7 separate regions of the Mus musculus genome follow, and regions 1, 2, 4, 5, 6 and 7 are each linked to region 3. The links are chromatin contacts, called in public ChIA-PET, HiChIP or PLAC-seq and promoter capture Hi-C maps. All regions are on one chromosome and are shown on one strand. The core of a region is the stretch at or near the end of the contact, and the rest is flanking DNA. Distances in the headings are between cores, read along the strand shown.

Region 1 (2,700 bases), core at 103-2,602, 910 kb after region 3:
CTATATTTGAGTGTTTGTTTTTTCACCTAGAGGACTGGAGATACAGCTCAAGATTTAAGCGCACTTGCTACTCTTGCAGAGGATCAGTCTTCAGTTCTCAGCACCCACATGGAAGTCATGTCTGTAACTCTGGTTCCAGGGCATCTGTTGCCCTTTACATGCCTCTACTGGCACTGCATGCACATGGTACCTTACATACATGCTGGTAAAACACTCACATGACATACAAATATATAAATTTAAATTGAAGTTGAAGGGGCACACATGCCACGGCATAGGTATGTAAGTCAGAGGACAGCATGTCTTGTTTTTCTTTCTTTCTTTCCTTCTTTCTCTTTTTTTGGGTAGGGGGTTGTTTTGGTTTTGAGGGGTTTTTTGTTTGTTTGTTTTTTGGGATTTTTTTGTTTTTGTTTTTGTTTTGAGACAGGGCTTCTCTGTGTAGCCCTAGCTGTTCTGGAACTCACTCTGTAGACCAGGCTGGCTCTCAAACTCAGAGATCTGCCAGCCCTCTGTCTCCTGAGGGCTGAGATTAAAGATGTGTGACACCACCATCTTGGAATTTGTTCTCTTTGTAGACTCAAACTCACCAAGGTTAAAACTCTAGAGTCCTCTGCCTCCCAAATGCTGGGATCGAAAGTGTGCAATCACAGCAGCTGTGGCATATGGAGTTTGTTCGTTTTAAATTGAGTTGCAGCAATCTTCTGATCTTGACCCCTAAGCTCTGGGATAACACATGTGGGCCACCAAGCTTATTGAGGTTTCTTGGTTTCAAACGAATTTAGAAATTACCCAACCAGCACTTGGGAGACAGAGGCAGGCAGATCTGTGAGTCGGAGGCCAGCCTGGTCTAATAAAAAAACAACAAATTACCAGATGACTTGCCATAGGCTTAGAATAGGCATTCAGTGACTGTTAGTCATTTGGGTGAATTCATCTAAGAAGAAATCGTTTCTATATACTTAATATATAGCACACAAAAGATATTCAGTAACTCTTTGGAAAAAAAAGTTTTATCTTTAGGATGGTTTTAAAACCTAAACAGATTAATTTTGAAGTAAGCAATAGCTCCGGGCCATTTTGTATGTGTTAGAGGCAAGTCTGTGGTATATAGGACCCAATGTCCTTTAAAAAACAAACAAGCTTACATACTTCCTAATTCAGTTGTGTTAATTATTCAGGACAGGGATGGAAAGTAAGGAAGTCACTCTGGAGAACAAAGACGTTAAATTGCGCATCTTAGGAGATAGGACTTTGAAGACAGTCTAGAAAAACCTGAAATTCAAACAACTTTGCTGGTTTGGGAAGGTCTTGAGTTTTTCCCAAGATTGCTTCTGAGCATGAACGGAAGTCGTTCTCTGAGCAGGCTCCGGTGATTTAATGATAGGTGGACAGAGTAGCCCGCCTCCATTCTGTTCTTCCGGACGCTCACACCCGTAGGTCAATTTTATTTCCTTACAATAAATAAATAAAAATCGAATGCATTCAGGGTCCGCTTTAAAGCCATCCAACGCCTCCTCTTCCCACAGTAAAGATGGCGACGCCGTGAGTAAGTGACAAGCAACTGCACTTCCGCAGTTTTCCTGCTCCCTGGTCCAAGATGGCGGACGAGGCCACTCGGCGGGTCGTGTCTGAGATCCCGGTGCTGAAGACCAACGCCGGACCCCGAGATCGGGAATTGTGGGTGCAGCGACTAAAGGAGGAATATCAGTCCCTGATCCGGGTCAGTTTTACTCCTGTGCTTGACCGCGTAGCAGAGGGGTGGCGAGTAACCAGGTGTCCCCGGGAATTGGCTCCGGGTGGAAGCCGCTTCCGGTTTTAAAGTTTAAATTCTAAATTCATATAAATGCGATTGTTTGGGGGGCTGGGGGCGTTACGGGTGGCCGGAGGGAGGATGCAGAAGAGATTCCGGCTAGGAGCACAGTAGGGCTAGACTTTGAAGGAAAAAACAGCAGTATTCCGGGAAGGTGACGTGTCCCTCTCGCACCAGGTGCTTGCTCTGCTGGCTGTGGTAGGGGGTCAAAGTACTTCTTAGCGCCTGAAGAAGTGTCTGTGCATCACTGCTCTTTCATTCTTCATGATGAAATGGATGGAATTAATGTCAGGACTGAAAACCTAAAGTGTTTAGAGGTAGAGAGAGAGATGTTTTTAGTTATAAATTAGCCATCCTTTCAGCTAATTCCTGTTATGGGAAGAGAAAGATTGCCCTCCTTTTGGTGCTTTCTATCTGCTTCAAAACCCAGTAGATCGCTTGCAGTATATGTGGCCTCACTGAGAAACTGGCGAGTGCTTGCGTAGCATGCAAGATGTCCTTGGGTTCCATCTCTGGCACCTCATAAATTGATGAGGCTCATATGTTCTCTGTACCCAGGATGTGGAGCCAGGATTGGAAGCTCGGGTCGTTTTTTAGACTGCATAATGAATTCAAAGCCAGTCTGGACTATAGGAGACCCTGCCTCAAACCACAACAATAAAACATATTATTGTGTTACTAGTATCTATTGAGAGTATATAAAACCGAATAAGAATGGCCCTACTGAGGTTGACAGAAACAGTATTAAACTGTGTTTAAGTGGAGAGACAGAGACATAACTAGGGTATTTTGAGAACATGGGGAGGAAGGAGTAAGGTGTAGCGAGGATTCTGGAATTTTGGTTTCTTTAAAACAGAAGCATAAGAATATGTTTTTGTTTTAATCCCAGG
Region 2 (2,700 bases), core at 163-2,662, 940 kb after region 3:
GACTTGAGAGCTAGGTAAGGAGTGAAGGGATTTCTGGAAGCAAACAGGAAGAGAGCAAGCCAGAAGAGACATCAGCAGCAGGTAAGGAGATGAAAGCGAGGCCAGGGAAAGGAAAAAAAAAAAAAAAAAAAAAAAAAAGACAGGCAGGGAACAAAGTCACAGAAAGGAACACTGGTGTGATCGATCAACAATGAATAACAATTAAAAAGAAAGGTAAGCAACTACCAGCAAGTTTCACCCACTTCTCCCAAAGCACTCGCAGCAGCTACTCTGTATCTTTACCCTCAAGAAGGCTTACATCATTCAAGTTCCAAGTACACTTCAGAAGTCCTTTCAGGCTTTCTGAGAGAAGAGACGCACACGTACCTGTGTTCACGCTGCCTTGTTCCGGATCGTGGGGGCTCCAGGAGGTCCCCGGGGAGCAGAGATATGAGGCATTATCTCAAATTGGAACTGTCACAGGGGCCAGAAAAAAAGCATTCCAACAGCCAATCTGGGACCAGCGGGAACCAGAAATGAGCAAGGATAACCAGTCACCTGTACAACAGAGTTCGGGAAGAAACAGCTTTGCCATCATGGGAAGTGAGGGAAAGTGATTGATTGGAAAGTGAAAGTTCCTAGGTTCTCAGGTTACCTGCAGCTGGGTTGTGTCAGGTCCGTAACTAACCCTCTATACTCCAACAAAACGAGCTGGTTTGGGCGTGGGGACAGGGAAATGAATGAAGGCACCAAACAACAGCAACCCCAACTATTAGAGAGGCAAGACATACGTAACGGGACTTTGGAGTGGCCAGAAAACAAAACAAAATAGGGAACAGGTTCTTTCTGTTCTTTAGGTACCGGGGAGCGCCTCCGCAGGTATAGGGTGCTTGGTCACTTGGGAGCCGCAGGCAACAGCTCTGGAGCGTGGCCCGGAGAAGGGTGGGGGTGGCGTCCTCTCCCCTTTCCACCTTTCTCTAGCATTAGTGGGGGTGGGGAGGAGCGTTCCAGGTGAAGGGACCAGAGCGGAAGGGCTGGGACAGGATCGGCCCAAGACCTGGGCCGGCTCACCTGGAAGGGCGTGGTCGGTCAGAGCCTTGCACGCGAAGGGAAGGGGATCAGAACCCCATTCTCCTCGAACACGCCCATTCCACCCCGGTCTCTTGCGCTTGCCCCTACTGTGCAATGTGAAAGCAACCGGCCCGCGTCCACATTTCCATCCGAGACCCTGTCCGTGCTCAATCTGATTTTTCAGCCTTGACTCAGAACTTCTTCTCTTCCCGCCCCCGACCTCCCCAACCTTTCTCCGAGGACTCTCTCTCTCCGTGGTCCCCAGCCCACCATACCTGGTCTGCTCCCCGTCGTCACCGCCACCCGGACAACCGGGCAGGTATCGCTGCAGCCATCTTGGAAGCGGGCGCTGGGGCGGGGCCTGACGTCACGGGGCGGAGCCTTGGGAGATTCAGGCGCAGAGGCCCCTCACCTCCAAGCTTGCCAGTCCTTAGTTGGTGGCCCGCACCGCGGAGGTGCACATGGGTGGTGCAGAGAAGTCTCAGGTCCCGGTGCTTCCTCTCGACTTCGCAGTCTCCTAACGGGGTTCCATCGCTCACCTCAGTTTTAAAAACCCAGCAGCTCAAAGCCCTTGTTTTTCAGTAAAGCTAAGAGACACTTTCTACGTTTCGGACTACCTCACCCAGGGATCAGCTGAGCCCTTACCCCAGTGTGTTAATGGCGTCCCCTGTAGTCTAGTGCTACTTAGTATCAAAGTTGTTCCTCACTAAAGCTACTGTAACACGCATTTTGTATCCCCATGGTATCTCACAGACCTTGAAATGGAAGTTAGCTAACAGTGAAACATACAACGTGGAGGGAAAGGCAGCATAGGCTCCGATGTAAATATGTTTTTCTAGATATTAGACTAAAATAGACCCTACAACGATATATTTAATCCTGTGGCTTACTCCAGCCCCTAGCTTACTGTTTCTTAGAAACAAATATTTATTGCTGAGGAAACAATAAGACCAATTACTTGGGGTGTCTGCCTCAAACAGAGCACCATCTCCTGCGGTGTACACCGGTGGCGCTGGGGCTGGGAGAGTGCGGAGGGGCTACACACAAACAATACAACGCAATGATCATAATGACCCAGAAAGGTCACCTCATTCATATATGTTGCGATCCCGGCAGGCTTTTCAGAAATAGTCATGTCTAATGGGAAACCTGAAAGACTTGTCTGCGGCATATCCCGCTTTAAAAATTGTTCTCATGAAAGTTATTTTACGCTGGGCAGTGATGGCGCACGCCCTTAATCCCAGCACTTGGGAGGCAGAAGCAGGTGGATTTCTGAGTTCGAGACCAGCCTGGTCTACAGAGTGAGTTTCAGGACAGCCAGGGCTACACAGAGAAACCCTGTCTTGAAAAAAAAAAAAAGAAAGAAAAAGAAAGAAAAAAGAAAAGAAATTTATTTTACAACACAGTATAGGTAGGTGACTTGCATTCCAATTCTGTCCTGTCTAGTAAATTATCACATGAAGAGAAAAAAAAAGTTTGTCTCGATGTCCTCCTTTGGTTTTATATTTCTCATCTGTAAATGTGTGTTCTGTAAAGCCAGTTCCTTCAGGAGTTAAACACTATAAACATATGTTCCTTTTTTATATTGCTAAAACTAATTCTTTACCAAACATTAGACACACTGTGCTGAGCCCTCTTCTTAACTAGATC
Region 3 (2,700 bases), core at 118-2,617:
AAAAATATTATGGGATTCACTTCATATAGATCAAAAGATACTAGACTACATGTCTTTGATTTTTTTTTTTTGCACCTATCTGGTACCAGTCCCTAAAAACTTTATTATTCCTGATTCTCAGAAGAACCCTATGAAGTGAGACTGGTATCCTCAACTTTATGGACTTAATTTGTCTATGGAAACAGAATAAGTATAAAGTCCACATTCTCTGTGTTTTGCTCTGCCTCATTTGTCTCATGTAAATGTGGTATGTCTATGCAAAAGTGTACAGTCACTCTGTGTCTCAAAGATGGGTCAACATGATAGATTCCGACCCTACAGCGACTCAGAAACAAAAGCAACTTCTGAGGGTATATTAGTTACCCTCAAAGGAGCAATGGGCAGCCATGTGGGGGGTGGGGGTGGGGCTGGGGGTAAGAGGAGCAAAGAGAAGAACTATATATGAAACCTAAGGCACAGGACCAGGACCTGCTCCTCCCAGAAGAAGGGGCTCATCTTAGGCTTCTGGAAGGGTCTCTGATCAGCTGGACCTGAAGGCAAAATGGGGTGTTCCTGGTGGTGTGCAAACATTGAAGCCGTTCTCAGGGTCAGGCACTTGCAGAGCTGAGCTGACGCCCCTCATGGAGGTAGGGTGAAAATCGGATGCTTCTCCAATTCTCCCTCCTCCCTCCTCCCTCTTTCAGCCCGGCTGAGTGAGCCTCTGGAGGAGGAAAGTCCCTGAGGTGTAGGGGAAGTGAGAATTATCACACTGGGCCTAGGCAGAAGGACAGAGCTAGGAGACAGCTAAGTGTGGCTTTGTTGTCTATATTTGCATGCTGAGCTCATGGCTTTTTTCCTCCAGAAAATAAAATTACATCATAGTGTGTGGGGGTGTGGGGGTGCGTGTGTGGGGGTATATTTGGGAAAGGCAGGAGGTGCTCAGGGGTCCAGCTGCTATTATACACAAGAGCTCATGGCCCCGGGCCAAGTAAAAGAGATTTCCCTGTTGCTGCCTGCCCCTGTCCCATTTTTATTCCTAGCGTGGATAAACTTGACCGTTTCCTACTGAGTCTCTGATCTATAAGGCTAGGAAATAGGATTTCTAAATACCAAAGCGAAGTAGCTAAGAGAACCCAGAGGCCATAGGTCTTCCAAATCCCCCAATCCAAATTGATCTGCCTTCCAGGGGTCCTGGCCATCGTGACCAACCAAAGGTCAGAGGGCAGGAAAGTGACCCATTAGGAAAAAAACGAGGATCTTCTCACAGTTTAAGGGGAAGAGTCCATATTCCATCCCAGTCCTGCCCCCATCCTAGGAGCCTTCCAGAACCCCAGTCCCCAGTCCCTGTCCCCTCCTGCTTCCCCTCCCCCTTTCCTCCCCGCTCCCCGCCCCCCGCCCCTCCCCGGCTCTGACATCACCGGCCAGTCGGGTGGGGTGAGGCGGTGCTGGGCTCAAGCTCTGCTCCACGGGCGGAAGAGGCGGCGGCGGCAGGATCGGCGGCAGCGGTGGCAGGAGCCAAGGAGCAGGCTCCAGACGCTGCTTAGGAACCGGGGACCCGGGAGTGCCCGCACCCTGAGCTCTCAGCTCCGGAGGCGGTGAGAGGGGCAGAGGGAAGATGTGTCGTGGGGAGGAGGTAGATTGGGGATCTGGGTTTGGAGGGTCACGATCCCGGACGCAGGGGACAAATAGGGGAGCTTGAGGATTCAGACAGGTCCACGGTGTCAGGCTCCATGGGGTCCTTCTCTGTCCATGCATCCAGAGACTGGAGAGTGTCACAGGCAGCGTGGCTTCATCCGCCCATTCCGTGCTGAACAGCAGTTTGGGAGTCCGACGGGGCCTGGGGATTAGGATGTAGCCTGCTTCCCGCCCAGCCGGCCGAGCCAGGCCAGCTCCCGCCCCTCCCTCCTCGCTTTAGCTTCGGACTCGCCTCTGCAGGCGTCCAGGCTCAGCTCAGCCCTGCTTCAGTTCCTCCGGCAGCAGGCAACTGGTCTGGGTACTCTCACACCCAGTTTACTGCATCTGAGGAGAGTGGGATTGGTGGAAGCTTGCCCAGAGGAAAGGGGCTGGGGATACATAGGAATGATGTAGCCAATATAAAGACACTAATTTTTAAAACAATCCTTGTCAAAACCGACAGGGACAGAAACACACCTTTAAGAAAAAAAAAAAGACAGCCAACCACACAGTGACACACACCCATGTGACTTACACACATCCTCTCATACAAACCAAATCACAACACCCCTGCACTAGGCATCCACCCACCCACCACAACCCGTTTGTTACCTCCCATGTGGAGTCTCCTTGACCAGCATCAGTCTTAACACGAATGTTCAGTAGTGGGTGGAAAGGACCACTGTCCACAAACACACCCAGATTTTACAGTTTTAGTGGGCAATACCTCAAGGACTGGTGAGCCTGTGCTCTTACCTGGGTGAGGGGCTTCTTGTGACCTTTGTTGCTGACTGCCAGTTTAGAGCATAGGGTACCTGGGAGTGGCTAGAGCCTGGACATCAATATGGCCAAAGGATGGAGGAAGGAGTAGAAGCCAGGGAGAGGGTGAAAAGAATGAGTCAGCCAAGGATGGAACCCAAGTCAGGGGGAGAGAGAATGAGAGGAATGTGTGAGAAGACAGGGAGAGCTGACCAGAGAGCCACAGAGAAAAGGAAAGAGGTGGCCAGAGGCACAGGAAGGGTGCTGGAGAGGACGAGAATCTCAAGT
Region 4 (2,700 bases), core at 84-2,583, 770 kb after region 3:
CAAGGGACCCATCTCTCCATCTTGGGGACTTAGTCTTATGATTGTTCTCCAAAAAGGTTACCAAAACGAACTGCCTTTAGAAGACAGCGATACTGACTGTAATGGTTTATTTCCTTTATCCTCTCTAAAATACTAACCGTGAAGGGAAACAGATTCATACGGAACACATTCCAACAACAGGAGTGTGTGACACTCAGGAACCAGACATAGCACACCCAAGTCCCTGGGTTTGGTCCTCGGCTCCGAAGGGTGGTGGCGGCAGGGAAAGGAGACAGATAAATATACAGGTGCTGACACACACTGACCAAGGGAACAAACCAACCTACCTCACACTCAACCTCATACAAACACACCTCGAGATAGTCATGCCCCAGCATGCGAGCCTGGCTGTTTCTCAGGAAAAGGAGTCGACAAAGAAACAAAAAAACTCTCATTCCGGGCAAGGGGGAGGGCAGAGTTCTGGCTCTAAGGAGATCCAGCCAACCAATAGACCTACTCTTGCCCCAGGGAATCCTTACTCCGTCAACAACCTTAATTAACGACTCTTTGCTACCTAGTCAAGAAAGGAATTCTGAATCTGAGAAATTTTAGAGAATTCATTTCTTCTTCAGACGCCGAACCTCGGCATTAATCCCAGAAGGTCTACTACTTAACAAGAGGAAGAAACCCTTCTACAAAAGCCAGGAAAAGAAATCTTCCCTACCCAGCCCACCCCCCTCCTCATTACATTTCCTTCTAGGGCACTTGAGCCAAGGGAGTCCGGGTGAGAGGCTCAAGGTTTCTCTGAGATCTCCGAGAATGTCGGAAGGGCAGGATAGACCTTCCCAGACGTATACTATGGAGAAGAACGGCTAGCGAAATAGTTGGGTTTGGGGAGGGTCCTCGGGTCGTTAGGGGAGACCCAGAACCATGGACCCTCCCGGGTTATTTTTGGTGCTTCCGCAGAGAGGGTACTCCCGGCACCGAGTGGGAGGTAGGGTCACAGATCACCGGCTTGGGCGAAGGGAGCCAGCCAGTCTCCCGGTGGGGGAGGGGAACGGAGAGTGACCAGACCCGGGCGGAAAAGTGGACTCCCAGGGCGAGGCAGGCAGGCAGGTTTCTGGACTCCTCCCTTCCCGTCGGCGCGTGGGGATCGTCCTCTTCCAGCCTCTCCCCGGACCCACCTAATCCTCCAAAAACTCTAGGAACTCACCCAGGATCATAGACGTGAAGAGAAACAACAGTTTCCTCCCGGCTTTCCCCTCGGTGCCCATTACAGTTACAATCCCGACGCGACGGGCACAGCAACTCCAATGGGAACAGCCTCGCGATCCACTGCCCTGGGCTGGACTCTAGCAGCCAGGTTAAGCCCGGCCCGCCTTTCTCTCCACGCCCGGTGGGCGGCGCCCGGCTTCCCCGCGTTCCGATTGGTGAAAAGAGAGGGAGCTCCGATGAGTGACTCACCGTACGCAGGTGCAACCCCGAACTTTCCTCCTTCTTGAGTCCGATTGGTGGCTTTCACCTCTAGAGACCTCTGGTTGGCCCAGGAGACTGTCGCTTAAAGAAACCAAGGCCTCCTCTTCGGCAGGTAAGGGCATCCCAATTGGGCAGCAAGGCATGCAGATAGAGCCTTTCGGACTGCCAGGCCCTCGATAGTCATCTCTAAAGAGAAGGTGAGTAAGGTCACTGCCTGTGAGATGCAGGAATGTGCTTGGTTGATTTCTCTTCCATTACTTTTCAATTGCTTGATGGTGCAGAATCTTTGGTCCCCTCCCCCTTGGTAAGTGAAAAACACAAATTAATATAGGAAGGTGTAGGGAGAGGGTTGAGACAAGAGAGACATCTTGACTATCCCAAACTGGGTTGCTCTCAAAAAGAAACCTACATAGACGGATACAGGAAGCATCCAGATAATAAAAGCTGACCCATACTTCTTGGGAGGACTGGGAATATGTCTTTTATACATACACATAGGATCTATGTCAGCAGCTCCTTTGCTGGGCCTTACATTTGGATTAGCTTTTGTTTTCTAGACCAGGGCTAGCTATGTCGCTGAGGCTGGCCTCAAACTGTGGATCTTCCTATAAAAATGGCTATGCCAAGAGGTATGTAAGTACAGAAAGATTGGGGGCTCAGCCTTAGGTATCTAATAAGCCGTAGACCAGCCTGGGATTCATGAGACCCTTTCTCAGAGGAAGGGAAGGGGGTGGGAGGGGAGGAGGAGAAGGATAGAAAGGGGGAAAAAACCCAACCTAGTGTTTATGCTTGTAATCCCAGGACTGTAAAAGACAGGGACAGCAGGATTAGGAGTTTAAGGCTATCCTTGACAAGGTAGCAAATCAGAGAATAGCCTAAGCTACAAGAGACCCCATTTCAAAAATAAAACAGGCTGGAGAGATGACTTAGCAGTTAAGAGTGCATGCTACACTGGGCTTGGTAGCCCATGCTTTTAATCCCGGCACTGGGGAGGCAGAAGCAGGTAGATCTTTGTGAGTTCAAGACCAGCCTGATCTACATTGTGAGTTCCAGGACAGCCAGAGATGCAGTGTGAGACCCTGTCTCAAAAAACCACCACCAACAGCAACAACAATCAGCAAGTTTACCAAGCATCTCCTGGATGAGACTGGAAAGTATAAATAAATTAAAACAACATTTCTGACTTCAAGGTTGGCAGTTAAAATAAACAGGACAGTGTGTAACCAAGAAAGAAACTTTGTACTA
Region 5 (2,700 bases), core at 170-2,669, 880 kb after region 3:
AGCCTCCACCTTGGTATATAAGGCTCCAGAAAAGTCTCTTTCCCTATTCTTGTAATGCTAATTGCAAGAAAAGAAAAAAAGAAACCTAGGAAAGAGCTTTACTAATCTCCCTATTTGTAACCAGGAAAAACAAGGAAGCAAGCGGGTGTTTTGGAAAGCAAATCCGGTTGAACCCTCATTCAACCCCAATTCTCCAAACCCACATGACCATTCCTTTCTGCCCTTCCCACCCTATTAAAAGCTAAGCGCCTGGCAATTAAAATTGGCTGCAACTGATACTGCTTAACTCTGCTGCCCTTCCACAGGGGGGAAAGGGAAACCCCCAAACCCTCTATCACCCGTGCAGCTCCACTGCCCTATCTTCCCCCCTTCCTTTCAAACTTTCCTCCGGGTCTCTCACTTTCTACGTTACCCCGGCACATCGCCACTCTCTCCATCCGCCAAGCCCCGCTTCTCTTCTCCTCTTCCACCCCAATTCTCCCCTTAGGCCCTTCCGCTTCCAATTTGAACACTTTGAAAAACCTCCCTCCGGCACACGTCTCAAGTCCAATCCAACCCCCCCCCCCAACCCCCGCCACCTCCCACGTCCTCACCACGGCGCTCACGGGAGTCCAGCCCTCCCTGCAGCCACATGCCACCAGCCCCCGTCCCCTCCACACCCTCAACCTCTCCCTCCGGCTCCTACCCCTTCCCCAGCGCTGGCTCGCAGCCCCGCTCCCCACCTCGGCCTCTTTACTGCCCCTGGCCTGGGCCAGCCTGGGCCCTTGTTTACGCCCCTCCCCAGGCTCGCACTCCTGCGCCCCGACCCCTGCCCTCTCCCACAGTTGCCATCTCCCCTGCACGCCCCCCTCGGCCGCTCCCCTTCCCCCACCTCGCAGCGTCCCGTCACCTCCCTCTCCGGAGGTTCTCCGGGCTGGACGTCGCCACCGCCTCCCCCTTCCACTTTCCTTCCCCAAGCCCTTGGCGGCCCCGCCCGGCCCCGCCCCGTCCCACTCGACTCCCCCTCCCCACGCCGGCCGGCCGCCCCGCCGCCTCACTCTCGGCTCAGCCTCGGCGCCGCCATGTTGGATCCATCCGCGCCGCTCTCCGGGGCCTGCGCCTCACGGAGCCGCATCCGGGCTCCAGCCGCCGCCGCCTCCGCCGCCGCCGCCGCCGCCGCGGGCGTGGGGGAGGGGAGGGCCGGGCGGGGGTGGCTGCATCCTGCACAGCGCCTCCCGGAACCTGGCCGGTTAGTGTCGGCTTCGAGACCATAACGAGGCATGAGCGGAGGAGCCATACTAGGTGAGGGCAGCCTGGCAGCGGCATTAAGCGGGGAGTGGGTAGCTTCACGTCGGCAAGAGAGGCTGGAGACTGGCAGCCATCTTGCTTAGGGGCAAGCTGGCAACGCAGGGTTCTCCTAACGGCGGCGGCGGGGAGGTTCTAAGAAGCGGAGAGAGAACGTATTTGAAGGTGGAAGCCTTGGTGGCGCCCGAGCTGGCTGGTATCGGGCTCGAAGGCCCTCGGGAGAGAGGGGCTGGCAGCCATGATACGTAAGGGCGGAATCGGCCGGGGGTCGGACTGCCCGGTGAACTGAGGTGAAAGGTCACGATCTGGAGTTCACCTTTGCCTTGAACTTCCTGTCACTCTGACGTTCTGAAACCCGAACCTCGCAGCCGCGCTTCTCACCCTCTCTCGGAATTCATCCCTTCAGTGTTTTCCTTTTGAGCTCCCATTTTCCTATGGAAAAGTCGCCTCAGCTGACGGGTGAAGGACGGCTGAGAATTGAATTGGGGGTGGGATGGGCTCGAGTATGTTCTGGAGCTGCCGAGAGCCTGCTGTGGCTAAAGGAAGAGGTAATACAAAGGGCTTTGAGATAGGGAGCTATGACTCAAGACCTTGCAAATTTATTTTATCCTAAGGGCAGTCGAAGAGGCTTTGAAGGGTCTAAACAGAGGTGTGAACAGTTAGTTATATTTGTATTGTAGAGAGATCACAGCTTGCCAGCTCTGGGCATGTTAGTGCCAGCCTGAAGCCTGAGGCAGGAGGATTACTTGAGCCCTGGAGATGGAGACCAATTTGGACTTAATTTAAGCGAAGAAGACCGCAAGGATGTTAGAGCACTGTAGAAGAATGCGTTCTTAGCACGGTTAGGCCTGACGTTCGGTCCCTGGGGAGTGGAGCTGGGTAGGGAGAGAGATCAATTATGAAGCTAAAGAAGAGACAGTGGCGATGTGTAGGTAGGAAGGCATGTGTTGGATAAGGAAATATGAGTGTCCTGACTTGAATAACTGGGTTACGTTATTTTTAGTTTCAAGAGATCTGCGGGATATCTTTTAGGCAAGTATATATGAATTAGTGTGGTTTGAAACCAAGAAAGTTGAAAGTGTGCTTGCGCATGTCTGGATATTCTTGGAGCCATAAGAGAGAAAAATGGCCTAAAGAGGAGGATGTGTGCATTCGAGGAGTGAGATGAGGGAAGGAAGCAGAAAATAGGACAGCGAGGAGGCACAGACAGGAAGCCAGACAGAGAAAAGTATCAAGGAAACTTGTTACAAGTATCAAGAGTAAGCGATTAGGTAAGATGTGGACTAAAATGTGTGGTTCGGAATGTGGAAGAAATGAAGGTCACTAGGTAAACTTGGAGAAAGTTGTTACATAGAGGTATAGGGTAACAACCAGATCCAAGTGGAAAGATACAATGTGTAAAAAGTTTTGTGGCTA
Region 6 (2,700 bases), core at 82-2,581, 820 kb after region 3:
GGCAACCAGAGAAGGGGGACAAAGAGGAAATGACAGATTGGGGTGGGGTGGAGTGGAGGGGGGCAGAATTGTGCCCCCTTTTTTTGTTAAGTTGCTCTGCGTGCTGAAAACAAGCTGGGCAGTGTAGTCGGGTCGGCACTGATCAATTTCAGAACAAATTAAGGCCTGGTTCTGAGTGGTGACTGCATGTCCTACACAGTGATGAGCTCCCAGGCCCACTGCAGAGGGAGCTCCAGACTGGGTGCACACCCCTCTTTATTGTAGTTTCCACTCCCCACTTCAAACCAGGGCTGAAGCAGTCTGGTTCACTTTTCCCGCATTCCCGGTGCAGTCTACCATCAACGGGTTTCTTCTTTGCAAGCAATTTAAAGAAGAGTGTCACTCCTCCCTGCTGCCCCCACTCCTGTGGCCCAGCAAAGGTGCAGAAGGGCTAGGTCCTTGTCCCTTGGTGCTGTTCTCCAGTTAGAATGCCTTCCTCTCCCCTCCGCAAGTTCTATCCTCAGACTCGCTGGGCCCTTTCTTACCTGTATCTCCACTTAGTGTTCCACCAACTATCCCTTCAGCCATTCTTCTGGCATCCGACCTCCATTCCCTCCACCCTGTCCCCAGTCTCCATTCTCTCATCTGATTCATCCACCTCTCCAGATTTTCCAAATCTCATCCCCCACCCCACCCCGGGACACATTCCCTCGGCATTCCCATCCTCGAGTTCTCAGCTACCCGGTCCCTAACTACCGCAGAAGGGCACCTCTCCATCTTCTTCTCTGAGCCACATTTCCTGTCTTGCCTTTGCCTAGATCTCAGGTGTGGTGATCCTGGGCCACTGCCCGTTCCCTAAGAGCTCATTCTGCCCAACGGAGAAGACAAGGTTGGCGTCTGCATGGCAATCCAGCCACCCAGCTGCCCCGTTCCAATTGACCTCCTTACCTTCCTGGCCCGAGTGCTGTAGATGCTCACGTAGGTCACACCCAAACACCCGTTCCTTAGAGCTGCCCTTCTTCTTTCCTTTCTGCCGAGACTTCATGACCAGGGCCCCCCGGGATCTCTGTCCCCCAAGACCTTTGACCTACCAGTCCCCCATGGAATCCCAGTCAGTAGTTGGGCTTGGCCCAGCCCCAGGGGGGGCAGGGCTCCAAACTGGAGGTGGAGGGTGGCCTGGGCAAGGGACAGCAGCGCTTGCCTCTGGGGGGCCCCTGGGGCCACACGGAAGTAGATATGGAAGAGGAAGCTACCAGAACCCTGGCATGAAGCTGTGTCTCGTGGCCAAGCTGAGCGCTAGCCCTTCTCGTCCTGTGCAGCTCGAGGGGGAGCAGGAAGCTGTGCAGCTCCTCAAACCCGCTTCCTGTTAGAGCATCTTTGCAACCACAGGCCTCGGGTGGGGGAGGTAGCTGGCATTCACATCCTCATCATTGCTGGGACTCCATTCATTGGTCACAGCAGAAGGTGATGTCAGAATCTCGGGGTGGAGTAAGGGTGCCTGGGGTGTGAGCAGGTGGCTGCCATTTCTAGAGACCGAAATCTCTAGGTGGGACAGAGACCCGAGGCTTTGCCTGTGAGCACGGCAGGAAAGGACCACGAAGAACATACCCAGGGTGGGGGATTCTTTGATGACCCTGCCATCTTGGTCAGGTCACATTACTTCACTGAGCCTCCAGTCGCTGTACATTTGAAAATGAGGACACAGACCAGGTGACTTTGAGTTTCAGTTTCTTTGTCTGTCAAAGGGTACACGGCTGACCACCCCACACAGCTGCTGGAAGTTTCCAGTACAGTCAGATTAGAACCACTTTAGAAACTAAGGCACTGGCTTCCCCAAAAGGAGGTTATGTCCACACGGCCCTACCTGAGGGCTCTCAGAAATGGTTACAATGTCTTTTGAAAGCCACTTGCTCCTTTCTTAGCTGTATCTGGGCCCTTTCCCTGGGAGGGAATCACATAGAGACTCAGTCCATAGCACTTGTGACTTACCCAGTTCAAGGGGCAAGACAGGAATCAGACAAAAAAAGGTTTTATCTGTTTATTTAAAAACAGAATATCATTTTATGTACAAATATACATATATTTACATGAAATATACATACTAAGACCCCAGATCCTTGGGGTCCATAAGTCCTGGGCTGCTTGGGAATGAAATGAGAGTTTCTCCTTTAGACCAGCAGATTTCAGGCCACACAAGGGTTGGATACTAAATCCCAGTATTCTGACTGCGTAAGTTTGGGCAGGCTAAAGAAAAACAAACATCTTACCCCAGGCTCCACACATACAAAGTGCCAGAGAGCCCCGGATTAATGACTCAGAAACCCCTGGGGAAGGGCCTGTTCTCACCCTCACCCACAACACCCCTTTCTCTTCACCTGAACTTCCACCTTCCCCGCGACCTACCCTCTGCCCTCAACACAACTGAACCAGGAGTCCTTGACAACAAGTCCCAACGCCGTGAAGGTACAAACCACTGTAGACACAGCGAGGACAAGATTCGAGGGGCCATGGGAGCCAAGCCCCCCCATCCCTAGTCTCTTATCCAGTGTTCAGACCTCATACCCCAGGTTCCAGACTCCTCCAGCTGTCAGCCCCCTCCCCAGAACCTCTGTGGGTGAAGGCATCCTAGGAAGAGAACTTTCCAGAACCACAGGCACTAATCCCTGCCGTGGTCTGCTAGACAGTTTGGTTGAATGCCTATGTGGCCTGGCCTGGCTTAAA
Region 7 (2,700 bases), core at 167-2,666, 850 kb after region 3:
TGCATTTACCGGTATGAGGGTGTCAGATTCCCTGGAACTAGAATTACAGACAGTTGGGAGCTGCTGTGCTGGGAGTTGAACCTGGGTCCTTTGGAAGAGCAGCCAGTGCTCTTAACCACTGAACCTTCTCTCCAGCCCCCAGGCTCAATTCTTTACTCCATGTGTGCACACCCTCCCCACGTAGTTCTCTCTCAAGATCTAATTGGGACCAGGAGGGAAAAGGCCCAGTGTGAGCCTGCGCCTCAGAATCACGTGATCATTCCCACTGAAACCTTGGACATTATCCGTGGTCTGGTTGGGAGCAAGTTCATGTTTAGAAACCAAAGGCCCAAGTGACAGCCATCCTTCCCACTCAAAGCCCAGCCTGGGGGACAAAGATCCTATTTCGGCTCCACCCCAGCTGGAGCGACAAGTAGAAATCTGCATTTCCTCCTACAGCAGAAACCAGTCAGCCTGCCTTGATCCCAGTCAGCCTGCCTTGATCCGAGCCTCTTCGTTCTGCATTGAGTCCTGCGAGGGCAGAGTTAGGCCTTCAGTAACCCAGCTTGACTAAAAGGAAGAGAGCAGGGAGGGGCAGGAGTCCGTGTCTCTCTCCTCCCCATCTCACCCCCACCCACCTTCTAAGGTTGGGCAGCTTCTGCCCAGGATCTTATCAGGGGAAACTCCCTGCCCTTAATCCTGAGTTCCACGGTGCCTCCATTTAATGTGTTATATTATTCTAATGAGTCAAGATGAAATAATTATTCATCCTAGGACTAAGTAGTGAAAAACTGTCCAAGATATGCCTAACCTATTTTTCCTCTCCCACTTCATCCACCCTAACTCATCTCTTTCTCCCTTGTCCCTTCTTAGCACCTTTCTCTCCTGTCGCTTCTCTCACTGAGACTGGACTCTACTGCCCTCCAGTGGCTAGAGCAGAGAGAACTCTCCCATCCATTCAGCACCTTCAAGAATTTTTATCACAAACAACCCATTTTATAAATAGGATCGCGGAATAAGTCTACTCAAGTCTCTGAATCCCAAGCAACGTAGTCCAAGTTCAACCTTTGATTTCTGACTTGTTTCCTTCCTACCTCATCCCTAGAGAAGATTCCAAGTTGGAAACCGTGCAGCAAAAAATAAAGAAAAAGACACGGCCTCCACGCATCCTACCACCAACACCTTCCTCAAACGTCATAATTACAGGCTAGTTAGCGGCTATTGGGTTCGTCTAACGAACTGCCGGTTTCTAGCCTTTCGGAGCCCAAATCCTTTAGGATATTTACTGGCTTCCCCACATCTCGTTCCCCTGACGACATCACTGTAAGATCGCGGTAGCTTAACCAGGTCTCTTGTTTCCAAGGTAACAGGCGCTTTGCGACCTTCAGTTTGCAGCGGTCGCACTGTAGTCCCTGCAGTGGTTGCTGGGCGACGGCGGTGGAGAGAAGGGGTGGTTTGGGTGAAGACCTGTGCTGTTATTGGAGGGGAAGCTAGTCTATGCTTGGAAGTGCTGGGCCCTTCGTGAAGGAGTGCGACCCGAAGTGACCGAGCTGCTCTCCCCTTCCCTTGGCCCATGGCTGGGGTGCAGACCCTCGGTCGAGCAAGAGGCTCAACCTGGACCTGGAGGCCAGTGGCGCGAGACGTGCTTCTGGCTCGTGCCTTCCATTCATGCACGGAACTGGAAGGACGGTTCTATCTGGTAGGGGGTCTCCTAGAAGGTGGTGCAAGAGTGCCCAGCAACGACACTGTGATCTTTGACCCAGCTGTAGGCCAAGCGGTGCGACTGGTAGCCCGAGGTAGTCCCCTTCGCAGCCACCACGACGCGGCACTGGTGGGAGGTCGTTGGCTCTGCGTGGTGGGTGGCTGGGACGGGTCACGTCGCTTATCCACGGTGGCCGCGCTGGACACGGAGAGAGAGGTGTGGGAAGCATGGGCTGCGAACCCTGGCAACTGCCCTCCTGCTGGCCTCAGCAGCCACACCTGCACTCGCCTCTCAGACGGGGAGCTGCGAGTGTCTGGCAGAGAGGGTGGTACCCACACTCAGCGACGCTACGGAAGCATCTACACGTTAAAGTTGGACCACAGGACCCGAACTTATTGGTACTGCAACTTTGCCCCCAAACGTTCGTTTGTTTTCTCTATATTCTAGAAAAAACAAAACCTAAATAAACTTATTGGTAGTCTATCCATAGCACCTTCTGTCTTGGAATCCAAGATTGCTTAACTCTATCTGCCCCAAGCCTGATTTTCTTTTTCACTAGAGCTCTCTGGCAAAGAACACTTGAATCTTTTCAGAAAACCAAACTCAGGCCCGATTTTCTGTGTACCAACAGCTACAAAGAAGAAGGCTGCCACACAACCTCACGATCAGGCCACTGTGCTGCCCTGCTGCCAACTGCTGGGCCGCACCCGGGTCATCAGCTTTTGCTCTTTGGGGGCTGCAACTCAGTTGGACCGGAGGTAGCAGGGCAATGGAGCCCTGGGAAAATCAAGGTATTAGCTACTCACATAAAGTAGAAAAGGACTAAAACTTCAATAAGCAAACCCTTCAGACAACCCCTTCTTGTTTTTCTCGCCCAAGGAGGAACAACCAGTTGCCCCTCATTTGAGGGAACAGCTTGCAAGGCTTGTGAGCAGTGGGCAGGGACTGCAGCAAGGACCCCAGAGCCTGCGCCATCATTCCTGTTCAGTGGTGGGACCCTTCGCTGTACTATTTGGCGG

The links. Promoter capture Hi-C pulls out the DNA fragments that hold promoters and counts their contacts. ChIA-PET counts read pairs in DNA pulled down with a chosen protein or histone mark. HiChIP or PLAC-seq counts read pairs in DNA pulled down with a chosen protein or histone mark.
Region 1: a contact with region 3 is called in a promoter capture Hi-C map of cranial neural crest. The contact joins the promoter of Ufc1 here to the promoter of Pea15a in region 3. A contact is called at or near these places in 2 of 39 promoter capture datasets (cranial neural crest and neural stem cells) and 1 of 115 datasets of contacts at active chromatin or transcription factors (memory CD8 T cells).
Region 2: a contact with region 3 is called in a promoter capture Hi-C map of cranial neural crest. The contact joins the promoter of B4galt3 here to the promoter of Pea15a in region 3. A contact is called at or near these places in 3 of 39 promoter capture datasets (cranial neural crest, liver and pre-B cells) and 1 of 115 datasets of contacts at active chromatin or transcription factors (memory CD8 T cells).
Region 4: a FOXA1 HiChIP or PLAC-seq map of pancreatic cancer cells shows a contact between it and region 3. The contact joins the promoter of F11r here to the promoter of Pea15a in region 3. A contact is called at or near these places in 1 of 39 promoter capture datasets (liver) and 3 of 115 datasets of contacts at active chromatin or transcription factors (bone marrow-derived macrophages, memory CD8 T cells and pancreatic cancer cells).
Region 5: a contact with region 3 is called in a promoter capture Hi-C map of cranial neural crest. The contact joins the promoter of Dedd here to the promoter of Pea15a in region 3. A contact is called at or near these places in 4 of 39 promoter capture datasets (cranial neural crest, liver and pre-B cells), 1 of 484 Hi-C or Micro-C datasets (B cells) and 1 of 115 datasets of contacts at active chromatin or transcription factors (bone marrow-derived macrophages).
Region 6: a contact with region 3 is called in an RNA polymerase II ChIA-PET map of memory CD8 T cells, with 101 read pairs. The contact joins the promoter of Arhgap30 here to the promoter of Pea15a in region 3. A contact is called at or near these places in 5 of 39 promoter capture datasets (cranial neural crest, hippocampal neurons, liver and 1 more) and 1 of 115 datasets of contacts at active chromatin or transcription factors (memory CD8 T cells).
Region 7: a contact with region 3 is called in an RNA polymerase II ChIA-PET map of memory CD8 T cells, with 17 read pairs. The contact joins the promoter of Klhdc9 here to the promoter of Pea15a in region 3. A contact is called at or near these places in 2 of 39 promoter capture datasets (hippocampal neurons and pre-B cells) and 1 of 115 datasets of contacts at active chromatin or transcription factors (memory CD8 T cells).

Annotation. Positions count from the first base shown.
Region 1 is chr1:171,293,654-171,296,353 of GRCm38.p6, reverse strand. Ufc1 (ubiquitin-fold modifier conjugating enzyme 1) reads left to right here and starts at 1,352. Exons shown (of 7, transcript NM_025388.3): 1 at 1,352-1,433; 2 at 1,527-1,720. The coding sequence starts at 1,598.
Region 2 is chr1:171,269,040-171,271,739 of GRCm38.p6, reverse strand. It overlaps B4galt3 (UDP-Gal:betaGlcNAc beta 1,4-galactosyltransferase, polypeptide 3), which reads right to left and starts at 1,412. Exons shown (of 8, transcript NM_020579.2): 1 at 1,326-1,412; 2 at 367-537; 3 at 1-33.
Region 3 is chr1:172,205,471-172,208,170 of GRCm38.p6, reverse strand. Pea15a (phosphoprotein enriched in astrocytes 15A) reads left to right here and starts at 1,367. Exons shown (of 4, transcript NM_011063.3): 1 at 1,367-1,574. It overlaps Gm17224 (a long non-coding RNA gene), which reads right to left and starts at 1,188. Exons shown (of 5, transcript XR_865735.3): 1 at 1-1,188.
Region 4 is chr1:171,436,194-171,438,893 of GRCm38.p6, reverse strand. F11r (F11 receptor) reads right to left here and starts at 1,333. Exons shown (of 10, transcript NM_172647.2): 1 at 1,193-1,333. The coding sequence starts at 1,253. Gm26641 (predicted gene, 26641) reads left to right here and starts at 1,572. Exons shown (of 2, transcript NR_151523.1): 1 at 1,572-1,652.
Region 5 is chr1:171,327,864-171,330,563 of GRCm38.p6, reverse strand. Dedd (death effector domain-containing) reads right to left here and starts at 1,419. Exons shown (of 6, transcript NM_001128609.1): 1 at 1,038-1,419.
Region 6 is chr1:171,387,591-171,390,290 of GRCm38.p6, reverse strand. Arhgap30 (Rho GTPase activating protein 30) reads right to left here and starts at 1,331. Exons shown (of 12, transcript NM_001005508.2): 1 at 928-1,331. The coding sequence starts at 1,024. Nectin4 (nectin cell adhesion molecule 4) reads right to left here. Exons shown (of 9, transcript NM_027893.3): 9 at 2,004-2,700.
Region 7 is chr1:171,359,514-171,362,213 of GRCm38.p6, reverse strand. It overlaps Klhdc9 (kelch domain containing 9), which reads left to right and starts at 1,416. Exons shown (of 4, transcript NM_001033039.2): 1 at 1,416-2,079; 2 at 2,313-2,472; 3 at 2,561-2,700. The coding sequence starts at 1,553.